2 separate regions of the Mus musculus genome follow, and region 2 is linked to region 1. Evidence: chromatin contacts called from public HiCAR-type data. All regions are on one chromosome and are shown on one strand. The core of a region is the stretch at or near the end of the contact, and the rest is flanking DNA. Distances in the headings are between cores, read along the strand shown. Region 1 has its middle 49 kb from the start of Adra1b. Region 2 has its middle 200 kb from the start of Gm12153.

Region 1 (6,984 bases), core at 2,947-5,446:
AGTGACCTTCTCATCTCAAAGTTCATCGAATGTTTTCTGTACACCTCAGACCTGTGAACACTCATCAGTCTGTTCCAGGGTAGAAAAAAAATGCAAAGCTCAAGGCAAGCTGTTGGTATCAGGCAGCTTCCCGACACTAGGATGGAATGCCTGAGGCGGGCTAGTTGTGAAGCATAAGGGTTGATTTCGATCACCGTTTTAGAGAACATGACACCTGTGGTGGCCCAGCTCTAGCTAGTGGTGCATCCACATGGTCTCATGGTGGAGGGCAATGGGAGTCACTCATGCAGAAGCAAGAAAAAGGGAGAGTAGGAGGCACCACTGCTGGTTTTTATAACTCACTTTCCTGAAACTTTACTGTAGGCTTTGAGTGTTCCCATAGAGTATAGTATCTTAATTTAAGGACCTTCCTCCAAGCTCCGCCTCTTAGAGGTACCAGATCTCCAAAACTAGAAAGACACAATCTTTCCATCCAGGAATCAATAGGGAAGAGTCAAACAATACCCAAACTGGACCACGCCTCCATCTTCACTCATTGCCAAACTCCTGGAAGTGCTGACTCCCAATCTGCCCCCTTTTCATCTCTACCCATAAGCTTTCTCGTGTCCTCTGGCAAGAGAGACACCAACTCTAATTCCTTCCTCTTATCATTGCTTTACAAATAGCCACTGACAGCCACTGCGCCGCTTCCTCCCTGAACCAGACTCGCAACCATTTCACACTTGAAAAAATTTCAAATCTTCAAATATATTTGCTCATCACTGTATCCCTTGGGCTGGTACCCGCAGTGCTGTCCAGTTTAGGTTAGATAAGTGTCAGTTGGGAGGATTAAGGGAAGAGTGAGCCCTTTCAGGGGGAGATGGTGGTGCCATGACTTACTGTGTGAAGTCTTTGTCTTAATTAAGGACTGGTTGGATGTCAGATGAAGAAAAGTCTGTCCTGGCTTTTCAGGTTGGGTAGAAGGATGGCATCAAGCTCAAAAGAAAGCTCTATGTGGGAAGATTGCAGAGACTTGCAGAATGAGATCAGTAGGAGAAGCTGCTACCCCCACCCTCCCCTTTGCCACTCCCTCTTCCTCTTTCCCAGTCCTAACTCTATCCCCCCACCCCACCCCAACTCTGTGTGATTGTCTCTTGGCATGCTGCTTTCCTTTGCTGCTCATTGTCCAACATGGCAGCTGTCCAAAGCCATATCCCCACACAGCTGTATGCTCACCCACATCTAAATAACAGAAGCTCTGTGACCTAGGAGGGAGAAACCCATTCTTTGGCCAGACATGGCCCAGGTGACTGCCTTTAGACCAGTGAGGTGGGAAGAAATGGCCTAGGGGAAAAAATGACTATATCTCATTGGCAAGGCTGTGTTATAGGAGAAGGAAGGTTTTCGGGGGAGGGGGGGGGGATAACAACTATATCTCACTGGCAAGGCTGACTGTGTTACAGGAGAAGGAAGGTTTTCAGTTGGGGGGGGGGTAACAAATGAAAAAATATTTCCTACAATGCAGGTCCATGTTTTGCCACACCACTGGGGTGCTGGGCAGATGAAATTCACATTAGACTCTTTACCCTGTGCCACTGAGTACCGATACACCACTCAGGAGGTGGGGAAAACGCAGCCTAGGATGTGGGAGGCCGAAGCAGGGGTTCCCAAGCTCCCAGGCATCCCTTCACTGCTGAAAAGCTGCACAGAGGAGTCAGGAATGAGGGGTTGGGGGCAGACATTAAATACCTTTTGCAGGAAAGAATGTCCAGGAGGGGAAGCTTATTGGCTAAAGCCTCAGGACCTATAGGTACCTCATTAGCATGCTAGGCTACAAGACCTACCTGAGGAGTGCTGTCACATGTTCCAGACCAGGAATCTAATAGGGAGCAAGAAGACATCTACTGTCTCAGGTGGGTGCCTGTGTGCCGGGAGTGGTCCATTGTTCCACAATACATAAATTTTCTTTTAAGACAGTCTCACTACATCATCCAGGTTGGCCTATACTTCAGGACCCTCCTGTCTGAGCCTCTTGAGTCCAGAGAAGTGGCACCTCATATTTGGGTCTTATGTGTTTTTTAAACCCCGGTATTGTAAATGGTTCTGAAGAGCTTATTATTGCAACTGGATCTTAGAATACACTAAGAGAAGCATTTTCCTTTAGCACATCTAGACGTAAACTATGAGGATTAAGAACTGTCCGAATCCCTTATGTTTCTCAGATTCAGATTCAGGGGCCACAGAGCCCTGACACTTTTCCTGGTAGGTAGCCTGGAGATGCCCTAGGTTTCCCTCTTCCAGGACCACAATCTTCTGGGCTTCTTTATAGCCCTTTAGCATCTTGCCAACAATCCTAGGGATCTCCAGAAACACAAGAGACAATCTCCAGCAGTGAATACAAAGCCCACCCCACATTGTTCTTTCCTAGATTTATAAACTGTGTGGGTGCACTCATGTGGGGCGGGGGAGGGGGGAGTTGCATTATGTAAGGGACTAAGAATACATGACTGTTTTCATCAAAGAAATTAATAGAATTATAAACTACATGGTATCTTAGATATTACTGGTCATGCTGCCAAAAAAAAAAAAAAAAACATCAAAAGCTTCCTCAGACCTTTGGCATCTCATGGAAGTACCACCAGGACCAAAGGTGAAGAAGACATAAATCAGTAGGGATGCAGGTTTCCACCCTGTAGCATCCTTCTGGCTGTCCTATTGTTAGTCCTACATCTTTGGTTGCTACGTGTGGTTTTGCTATTTTATAGGCAAGGAAACTGACTGGGGGAAAAATGAAAGAACATAAGCATAGACACACAGCTAGCTAGGCTCTGGGTGGCATTGCTTCCCAGCTGTGCTAGCTCCCAAAGCTCTTTTTATGCTAGCACAGGTCATATTGAGACAAGAAAGAGAACAGTGATTTTTGACAAGGACAAGTGTCATGACAGCTAACCATCTGTGCCTTCCACCTGCAGTGAGGTACCAGGCATTTACTACTGATGTTTCCATGGCTCAATAGCCTGAGCATACAGCTGTACTTGGCAGTGTCCAAGCTGTTTAACAGTGAGGGATTGGCGGCTGTAAGTCCCCGTCTCCCTAAACTGTCAAGCTTGCTCCTTGAGGATCTGTTTATCTTGCAGTTGCTAGCTAATTGGTAAAGGGATAACAGGATAATTTTGTTGTGATGAGCAGTTCTCAATTCTAACCTGGAGAAAGATGGAGATACCAATGAACACTGACTAAGAGAAAGTGTCAAGTAGTTCTCCAGGCCCCGTAGCTGGAAGGAGTGATGATATCAGGTTAACATTACAGAGATGCAAAGTCATGAGAGAGAGACTAGTTGAACTCATTCCCATGGCCACTTCCTAGTAAACACATATTCTCTGTTGGATTGGCTGATGTTGGGTTTCGGATCTCTGGGTCACCTTGTTTACTGTCACTCTTGAGCCAAGCTTGGATGTCATGACTATCAAATCCTGTCAATCAGCGACTTCACTCCCAGTCCCACCTGGGAGTCCCTTCTCAGACCTCCACTTCAGCATCATAAGACCCAACTTCTATGAGTCCCCCAAGCAGAGTTTCTTTGCATTATGAGGGTCTTGCCAGCTGGTATTAGGGTTCTTATATTTGACTCTTACCTTGAGTTCTTCTCCTGGGAGTTCTGGGATATCTTCATGGGTTGGAATAGAAGGAAATATGCAGAAAGTATAGCCTACAAAATCATCATTTCTCTGATGTGTTATCCAAGAATTGGACCCAGTCTAAGTAATCCTTAGCTCCTTAATGATTAAAGAATTTTAGCTAGAACCAACAGTCAGCTCCAATATATTCCCTTACCAGTTCTCCTAAAAGGTCCATGGGGACTTCATACAAGCAGAACCTCTGTCTCAGAGTTCCTGCAGTCTGAGGAGAATTAGGCACACTCGGTGGACTTGGCTGGAAAATCATTCAAATACATAACCTCCAAAGTCACTCCTTGTTTTTAAAAGTCCACAATTCTCTGATGAAGCAAGTGGAATGTATTTCCAAAAAAGAGGTTAATGAACATCTTACTCAATGACTTATAATTCACTCCACCAGATTCTGGAGACTTCTGGCTGATTCTTGCAAGTAATCCCATGGTACCAAATTTCTGCCACTTGCCTGGAAGTTTATGACATCAGAGTGCAGTGTCTGACCTGACCCTCTGAGGGAAAATATTATCTAAACTATGAGGCAATTCCCTCACATCTACCCTGAAAGCCAGGCATGCCTTTCTGGGTGCCTCAGGCCAGTCCAACAGTAGACTATGGGGTTCTTTGCAGTTGACTGACCTGGCTGCCACAGATACAAGTGGTCTCAGCCATCTGCTCACCAAACAGCTTTCCCTGTGGCTGAAAGCCAACAATAAATTAAAAAGAAAAAAAATCAATTATCAGTGTGGATCTAAGTTATATCTCAGGGTGGGGTAGCAAAAACAAATAGGTTGTCCCATGCAACTGAGGAGTATTTATCCAGCCCTCAAATGGCATGCTATTATGTTTAGAGGTTTTTATGCAAAAAAAATGGGAATGGTTTTTCATCAAGCTGTCCACATTGATTCTTCTTAAAAAATATAAAAAGTAATTTTAAAAAGAAGAAAAATGTGTTAACCATACAATCTGTGTCCATAGAACACAGAGGAACTAGTTCAACTGGCTATAAATGTTCAAATACATACTCCTGCAACCAGAACTATTTGGGACTAGGCTTACTTATAATCTTGGATAAAGGGCAAATGTGCAAGCTAAGGTGGGAAAAGATAGTTTGTCACGTATCCAATGGTATCATCAACTCAGTTACACAAGACATTAGTGTGAGTGACAGATGTTGAAATCTTAAAATTAATTTCCTCTGGCTGTTTCTTGAGTACTTGGCTATTCCACCTGAGGTATTTCTAAGGGGATAAGAAACTTGGAAACAAAAATGGTACATTTCGAGTCTTTTCTCATGAGAAGAGGCAGGGACCAAAATTAGCCCAGCCCACACTGAGAATTCTGAGTAAGATCCGATTCACGGACTTTTGAAAGTGAAAAAGAGACTGAAAAGAAAGCCATCTGTGATGGTTAGTGTGAACTATCAATTTGATAAAATCTAGAATCACTGGGGTGATAAGCCTTATAAGCATATTTAAGGATTATAATTATTGCACTAACAGAGGTGGGAAAGCATGTGCATTGTAGGCGGCACCATTCCTTAGGCAAGATCTTGGACTGCATAAAAGAAAGCAAGATGAGCACTGTTCACTATCCTCCTCTTGATTATGAATGCCATATGACCATTTCCATCACTCTCCTGCTGTTGTGATTTTCCCTGCTATGTTGGAAAATGACCTGAAAAGACAAGCCAAATACACTTCTTCTCACTAAGCTATGCTTCAGAGTATTTTATCAAAGCAATGGAAAAATGAAACTAAGACACAGCATAATGCATAAGTTGATTATAATAACAGCAATAATAAAATAGTAATCAACAGTATAATTCCAGATGCCTGTATTCTAGCACTAGGGAGGCTGATAAAAAAGGAATTACTTGAGTTTGAAGCCATCCTGGGCTACATAGCAAGTATTATACCAATTAGGAATAGACTGTGCGAGCTTGTGTTTAAAAATAATATGCTAAAGGGGTCTGCAACCCTATAGGTGGAACAACAATATGAACTAACCAGTACCCCCAGAGCTTGTGTCTCTAGCTGCATATGTGGCAGAAGATGGCCTAGTCGGCCATCATTGGGAAGAGAGGCCCCTTGGTCTTGCAAACTTTATATGCCTCAGTACAGGGGAACGGCAGGGACAAGAAGTGGGAGTGGGTGGGTAGGAGAGTCGGGGGGGGTGATGGGGGAACTTCTGGGATAACATTTGAAATTTGAATGAAGAAAATACCAAATAAAAAATATTTTTAAAAAATATAATAATAATGGTAATAATAATATATAAATAATTTTATTGAAGACAATACACAATTAATCTAAAGCATTTCTACCACAAAGCATGTCCTCAAGGCTTTCACAAAGAAAAAAAATCAGAAACTTAGGAATCTCAAAACCTGAAAGATGTTAACTCTCAAGAATACCAGTGTCATCAAAGACAGACTAAAGAACTGATTCTGATTAACGAGTATGAAAGAGATGGCTTCTGCAAATACTGTTTGATCTCATGGAAGGGAAGAATGGATGTACGACTCAGACCAAAACAATTAGTGAGATGTAAGTATCTGCAACTTTTAAACTAGTGACGATGTGTGTGATGCTCTTACATTTTAAACCAGACTTAACAGGGTATCCACAAGCCTGTGAAAGTACAGAGAAGAGGCAGGGACCAAAATTAGCCCACCCCACACTGAGGATTCTGAATAAGATATATAATTGATTATTGGCCAATGTGAACATCACATCTGCAACTAATGTGTAGTTCAGAAAATTAGTGACATGTATAAACAGAAGTGAGAGGAGAGAAAAGGAAAGGAATAGAAACTGGAGAGAGGAACACAGAGAGCAAGTCAGCCTGGATAAAGAGCCTATGAGATTACCCGTATGGCTCTAAAATCATGTCAAAATGAATGGGGAAATTGTCATCATAATGTATGCTTAAGGAGTTTAGCATGAAGATGTGCTAAATTTGGAAACACTTGGTGATTTCTAGTTATAAATATCTGGACAGTTCTTGAAGGAACACAAGTACCTCTTCCATCATGAATAACCCAAAAACCCATTTAAATTTATAAAACTGTGGTCATGTAACATTGAAATTAGGCTTAAGTTTTTAGAATAGTACTTCATCTATTAGATTAACTAGTGGTAAAGGGCTATCAAAAGCCAGCAAACAGAAGTTTATGGAAATCAGTGTTCTCATTCCACCATTACCCTGGGTTAGCCAAGGAATCATTCAAAGGCAGTCTCACAATACTAACAGAAACCAAAGGTACCCACAGATGATGAACTAATATGATGAACCATACTACTCTGTAAGTAGGGACATAAATATATTATCA
Region 2 (6,881 bases), core at 566-3,065, 280 kb before region 1:
ACCTATTGTAATATAGAATCTGCAAAGGCAGAATATTGGCTTAAAAAAAGAGGAGAAGGCATGGACAGATGAGCACTGACCTAATGGTATGAAGGAGAAGCAAATAGGTTTAGTCCCAAGAGCACATGGAATTCTGGGGAGCTGCTTTCATCCTAGCTGCTGGTAGAAGCTGAGACAGAGGTAGGTGTATGGGCTGGGTTCACTTCTTTCTGCTACAAACGGTCTTCTCCCCTGGGATCTATGGATGGATTTAAAGGTGTTTCTAGAATTCCTGACTTTTATGCAAAATTACGTATGTATGTGCATGGGAATCCAAAAGTTGCATTGCTCCCTCTAAGCCAAGGAATTGTGCACCAAACGGTTTGGATTTCATGACTCACTGATTTCCAAGACAGTGGCCAGAGAGGGCAATGCCAACTTCTTCTTGTTGCCCTCATGTATGAGGAGCACTTTCTTGTAGCTTTTTTTTAAAATTAGGTACTTTATTTACATTTCAAATGTTATCCCTTTTCCCAGTTTTTCCTCTGAAAATCCCCTATCCTCTCCCCTCTTCCCCTGCTCCCCAACCCACCCACTCCTGCTTCCTGGCCGTGGCATTCCCCTATACTGGGGCATAGAGCCTTCACAGGACCAAGGGCCTCTCCTCTCATTGTGACTAAGGAGGATCCAGCAATACCACTCCTGGGCATATACCCAGAAGATGCTCCAACATGTAATAAGGACACATGCTCCACTATGTTCAGAGCAGCCTTATTTATAATAGCCAGAGGCTGGAAAGAACCCAGATGTCCCTCAACAGAGGGTATACTTACACAATGGAGTACTATGCAGCTATTAAAAACAATGAATTTATGAAATTCTTAGGCAAATGGATGGATCTGGAGAATATCATCCTGAGTGATATCACAAAAGAACTCACATGATATGCACTCACTGATAAGTGGATATTAGCCCAGAAGCTTGGAATACTTTGGAATACCCAAGATACAATTTGCAAAACACATGAAACCCAAGAAGAAGGAAGACCAAAGTGTGGGTACTTTCTTATACCTTCTAAGTGGTTTTGCCGATGTCAGAGTCTCCTAGACTACGAGGCTGACCTCAGCTGATGGCTGTCAGTCCTCGATCGAAGGAAGTGTGATATTTCAGCTGCTACTTGGCCTGCTCACTAACTGCTCTCAGATATTAACTGGCCACAAAGGAAGACCAGGAGCACCCACACTAGGAACCAGGCATTAGGTTTACAGAGGATTCTTCTCGATGTGCTCTGTTCAATTATTTTTCCTCCATGCAGTCCTTTCTTCTCCAAACTATACCATAGAGCTAATCTCAAGCTAGGGAAGGATGGAGTAGAAAACAAAACCCACAGAGAGTCAGAAAGACACATGACTAGAGGTGACAGATTCTAGCAGCAGAGATTTCGGTAGCAAAAATCCTGGTTCTCCTTCCACCAGGCTAAGCTTGACATATGTGTCTGGCTGTGAGGGGTTGATCACAGATGATGACTGGAAAATCTTTCCCTTATGAACATGTCAGATATCTCAAGTTTGCTTTCTTATCAGCCAAACAAACAGGGATGAGTGGAAAGTAAATGTTAAACTGCATAAAGAGCCGAGATGATTAAATATAGATGAGTGGCCATGGGTTCTACACTGCCCACCTTCTTCATAGGTTTAGGAGACAGATTTTGGCTCCTTTGGGTCTTCTGACCTTGGAGTAGAGAGGAAGTTGAGTCGTGTTCAGCATAGAGAGTGAGAATGTGCATATCCATGGAGACACACAGCTTCATTTGTGGGAGGCTCATTGTTTAGATTGGGAGGTCTAAGGTCTTCAGTGAGTCACATTCACTCCCTAACATGTATTGTAATGAGCAAAAACCCAAGAGAGACTGTCTTTCCAAATGACTCATATTTATTATAAAATTACTCAACATAACAGGATTATTCAATATAAAATTGACTAATCTGGTTAAACCGTACTTCCTTATTAAGTGAGATACAGTGTAATGGAGGTTTATATACCCTCTTTGAGGGGAGCCAAGGCTACAGTGCCCCAGACTTTGCACAGGAGTTCTGGGTATTTGTGCCCTCAGAAACAACCTGGCCCAGTGAGTCTGGAATGAGAGTCAGAGCTCCTAGCTGGAGGCCAAACCATTGAGCACAGGGAAAACAGATGTAAGTGTCATGAAACGATGGGAGTCCAGGTTCTCACACTCTGAAAAACACAGTATAGTATGTGCTATATGCTAGAGGGCTAGTATTTGCTGACTCTGCATTTCTCTCCTATATTAAATACTTTTGAGGTTCTACAACACACTGCTGTGATATTTGAGTCTGACACTAGTTAGGGCAGTGGATTGGTATGGGAAGCTGTTAAGGAATATGGAGTCAAAATTCAACATATAGCCTACTGTACAAAAGGCATGGGTAATTAGGACTGCAGGCATAGTGTTTTGTGGCTGTTATGCTAATGTTTTATTTGTTGGTTGGTTTCTGATGCATTTAATAAGGACAAAATTGCACAGACGGTGATGATTTATTTCATCATGTGGATCCGTTTGGATCATTTTAGCAAAATATTTTAAACTGGATAACATGTATAGGATAGACTTTATTACTCATAATTTGGTAGGCAGAACAGTTTAAGTTCAAGGTATTGGTGTATTCAGTGTCTTATTCCTCATCAGTGGCCCTTCTGTGTTTCATCTCATAGGGGAGGACAAGACAGCTTCTGGAATTTAGAGGGAGAGAGAGAGAGAGAGAGAGAGAGAGAGAGAGAGAGAGAGAGAGAGAGAGAGAGTTTTACATGTTACCCAGACTGTCTCAAACTCATTATGTAGCAGAAAATGACCTTGAACTTATCTTCCTACCTCTTCCAAGTCCAAGGAGCTAGCATTACAGATGTACAGCACACGTGATTAATGCAGCACAGAGTATAGATAGAGCCAAGGACTTTGTGTATTGCTGGCAAGAGCTCTACGGACTGAGCTCCATCTCCAGCCCCATTCTGGGACTTCTTTTATAGGGGTGCCAAACTCATTTACAACAGCAAAGCTTATAGGCCCATTCACATCCCCAAGTAAGTCCCTGCTATATAAAACGATTATTACTTTGATGGTTAGATTTTCTATGGGTTATACGAGGCTGTGAACATTGGAAAGGAACAATAAAGGGGAGGATTTGTTTTGTTTTGTTTTATTTTTTTCCACCTTAAAAAAAAAGGTTGGTCATTTTCTCCCTTCACTTCTTTCTTTATAGAAGAGAAAGCACAAGGCTCATGGCCATCCTCAAACCAGTGCATCTAGGATAAAGATCCATGGATTCTGGTCCTTGTCCAGAGTACTATTCCCCAAGCTACTGCCCCATGCCAGACTTTGAAGTGTCATCTTAGGGTAAAGCGATGGTTGGTCTTTGCATCTGTCTTTCCCCCTCCCAACAGAGGGACCCTTCAGTTGTTTTCATTTTTTTCTCCCCTGCCAGTTGCTGGACATGGCTTTCACAAGTACTGCAAGTGTGAATTACCTATGGTTACATCTCCTGGTTGGAATCTATGGCAGTCAATACTTTCCCAGGATGGCATCCCTCAGCAAGACTGGAGTCAATACGTGTTGAGGAGGCAATCAGCCAAGTATCCATTAGCTCTCTGGTCTTTGTTTAGAACTGCAAGCGTTCGTAAAGCAGCATTGGTTAATTATTCCTGTAGCAAGGGATAGATACCATTCCCCAAGTTGCTAAAGCAGAAGGAGATGCAGCAGACCCAGAACACAAGAATGAGCATCACGTGATGGGGAAGGAAAGGGTCACAGGTGCACGGAGGCCAGTACTTCAGTAGTATTGGTGCTCTGTTTAGTTCTCATGCCCACATGCCCCTGCATGTTGGCTTCATCCTGCACAAAGTAAGGAAATGCTCACAGCTGTACAGAAATGAACACAGTGGAATATACTTCCTGACGTATGACTGCAAATGGACAGGGGTTAATGGATGGTCTATATAAAGGAGCCTTACAGGGAGAGTGACATTTTGTTAATGTCTACTCTGGAAGCTGGACTGAATGCCTGTGATGAGTAATCTTCACTGTCAACTTGATCAGATTTAGAAACACTTCTCTGGGCATGTTCATAGAAGTGTTTCCTGAAAGGTTTAACTGAAGATGAAAAACCTCACTCTGAACATGGGTGGCACAATGCCAGTGAGCTGGGGTCTCAGACTAAATAACAAGGAGAAAGTGAGCCGGAAACCAGAGTTAATGTCTCTGTCACTTCCTGACTGCATATATGATGTGACTAGCTGTCACACACTCCTGGTGCCTCGCCTTCCTCAAAATAATGGAAAGTGCCTTCAACCCACGAGCCAAACTAAACCTTTCTTCGTTTAGCAGTATTATTAAGGGATTTCATCTCAGCAACAAGAAAAGTAACTGTTACAGATGCTTGGGCGCAGATTCATGATACTAAGAGAGATGGAAAGAGTGCACATGTACAAGAGAGAGAGTTAATTTCAAGTCACCTGATCCAGGAATGGGAGGGGAGGGTGTTCTCAGTCTAGGGGGGAGGCCTGTCCTAGACAAGCAGGGCACGCTTCCCATTTGAACAGGTTTGGAAGAAGCCCGGCACCAAATGGATTCTTCTGAAGCAATATTGGGCTTGTTTTTCTGTAGGCTTGACTGGCTCACATGCAGCTGTCCAACGTCCACTTTTAAACTGTGCTTCTCCAAGGACTGACGTCCACAGTCTCATCCCATCCACAAGGTAATGGGGAAAGCTCTACAAAGTAGGACTTAGCCCAGGTTGCTACTGCTGCTGGGTCCGTGTTGACTGAGTACCATCTCCACTTTCATCCAAATGATGATTGATTGGTCCACTGACAGGCACTTGAATTAAGTCAGACCCATCAGAGAATTTCCATACACTGTGCTAAGCAATGAACAGTCTGAATTCTCAAATTACTCATAGCTGTTTTTCCTGTCATCTCTGCCTCTTGCTTACAAAATTTGATGACCACATGGGTTAAAGGCAGAGTCTTCACAAGATTGCCCTACTCAGATACCAGCCCCAAATCCCAGGGAGAACCCACATGACTAAAAGACTAATTACAAATTAAGAAGGTCTCATAGTCTCTTCAGAGTTAATAATTTGTCAGGCCCTCAGAATTTTCTGAAAGGGCTACATTGTTCATGATCACAGCTTAATTATAACAGATGCACTTGAAGAGCAGCTAGACAGAAGATTTAAATAGAAAGAATGATCAGTTTCTTTGTTTTTGGTCTAGTTTTGTAAGTTTGCTTATAGTCCATTATTAGGGGAAGCCAATCAGAGGATGACAGGCATCCGAAGGTAGGAACTGAAGCAGAGAACTCTTGCTTGTACATAAGGAAGAACGTTGATTACTGGCTTGCTCCTTGGGTTCATGTCCAGCTACTTGCCAGGACCACTTGCCCAGGGACTGTAATGCCCCTAGTAAGCTGGATTTTCCCACCTAATCAGTAATCAAGAAGATGCCCTTGTGTTACCTCATCAGACTTGGCTATGGTTCAAAGTGAGAGAGGCATGTCCTCAGTTGTGACTCCCTCTTCCCAGATGAGTCTAGATTTATGTCAAGTTGACAAAGCCCTTTCTTCGTGGAATCCAGGCACATCACTTTCCTAATGCATCCATGCATCCACTAATCAGCAAACTCTTAACTCTCAAGTATAACAGTTTTTTTTTTCTTTCTGGTCTGCTATTATACAGATACTGTTAGTTAAATCCTTAGCGTTGTGACTGAACTGTCTCCAGCCCCTCTTTTCGCTGAAGGCTTAGCTATCTAGTTCAAAGTTTAGGTACATCCCTGGTGATGTACCTGGTCTTTGTTTGGTGACCAGTCCCTACCCTAAAACTACCTGGAAGCTACCATGAGTTATTTATGTAGAATAATAAAGACATTTCATCACTCAGGAGACTCCAAGGTTCTAGAAGCTATGTTCTGGAAATTGGGGCAAAGACTATATATTTCCTTTATTATACCATACACATACATATGGTTGAATCACAAATTTATCTCTCAGTTCGTGTCTCTCCTGAAATCTAGACTCTCGGATATAACTGCCATTTGGATATCATCTTCAGGAGTTAGTGCCAATCTGTCAACATCCCGAAATAAACTCCTATTCCCTACCCCACAATTCTCTCCCTCCAAAATATACTTTTTTTCTGTACTTTTTTAAACAAATTCCATCAAATTACCATCTACCCAGCTAACTGAACCTAAGACCCAGCTTCACAATTATCTACAAATGAGCTCCTCATTTCACACGTTTCCTTCTGATGAAGTCCTGGTTAACTCGCTGGACAGTAAACCTTTGCTGATCTCCCAGGATTGCTTAAGTGACCTGCACTTCCACAAGTATGGTGCTCATCCTGCAGAGCAGTGATTTCCTGCTTCTCTCTCTTACTCACTAGCTTGGTGAGGAGATTAATTGCATCTGTCTTATTTACTTATCCTTGTCCCTGGCACACGGAACTTAATATCTTTATCCTGAATGCATGGCTAAAGTGCTTTGAATACAGAGTGTTTCAAAATGAGGCCCTGCCTGCCATGATGGTTTTCTCTTCTATTGCTGTATCGATTTTCCTACAGAAGATGCTCCAGTGTATTATCTCATCCCGAGAATGAAAGGATTCATTTTACTTATTTATTTTAGTTCTTTTTGAGACAGGATTTTTCTTTGTAGCCCAGGCTGGCTTCAAACTCATGATTCTCTTGCTTCAGCCTCCCAAAGGCCCTGATTACAGGAATGGGTCTCCACACCTGGACTGAGGTTTAAATAATTTATTGAATGTACATCCACAATACCTGACTTTTGTATTCATTCATGTGTTCATTGAGAAAGTACTTATTGGTCA

Evidence for each region. HiCAR-type assays count read pairs that join an accessible place to other places.
Region 2: a HiCAR-type map of fibro-adipogenic progenitors shows a contact between it and region 1, with 9 times the contacts expected there. The contact joins two enhancer-like sites. A contact is called at or near these places in 1 of 15 datasets of contacts at CTCF or cohesin (the NIH/3T3 cell line), 2 of 115 datasets of contacts at active chromatin or transcription factors (VIP interneurons and fibro-adipogenic progenitors) and 1 of 9 other capture datasets (adipose tissue).

Annotation. Positions count from the first base shown.
Region 1 is chr11:43,881,948-43,888,931 of GRCm38.p6, reverse strand. It overlaps a transcript of Adra1b not described here. Among named protein-coding and RNA genes, the nearest start is that of Adra1b, 49 kb to the right of the region's middle. Within about 2 kb of position 4,196, at least 8 of the 459 cell types and tissues checked have an H3K27ac peak or open chromatin away from gene starts, as enhancers often do. A contact at or near this core is called in fibro-adipogenic progenitors, where this site is marked.
Region 2 is chr11:44,159,330-44,166,210 of GRCm38.p6, reverse strand. No RefSeq gene overlaps it. Among named protein-coding and RNA genes, the nearest start is that of Gm12153, 200 kb to the right of the region's middle. Within about 2 kb of position 1,815, at least 25 of the 459 cell types and tissues checked have an H3K27ac peak or open chromatin away from gene starts, as enhancers often do. A contact at or near this core is called in fibro-adipogenic progenitors, where this site is marked.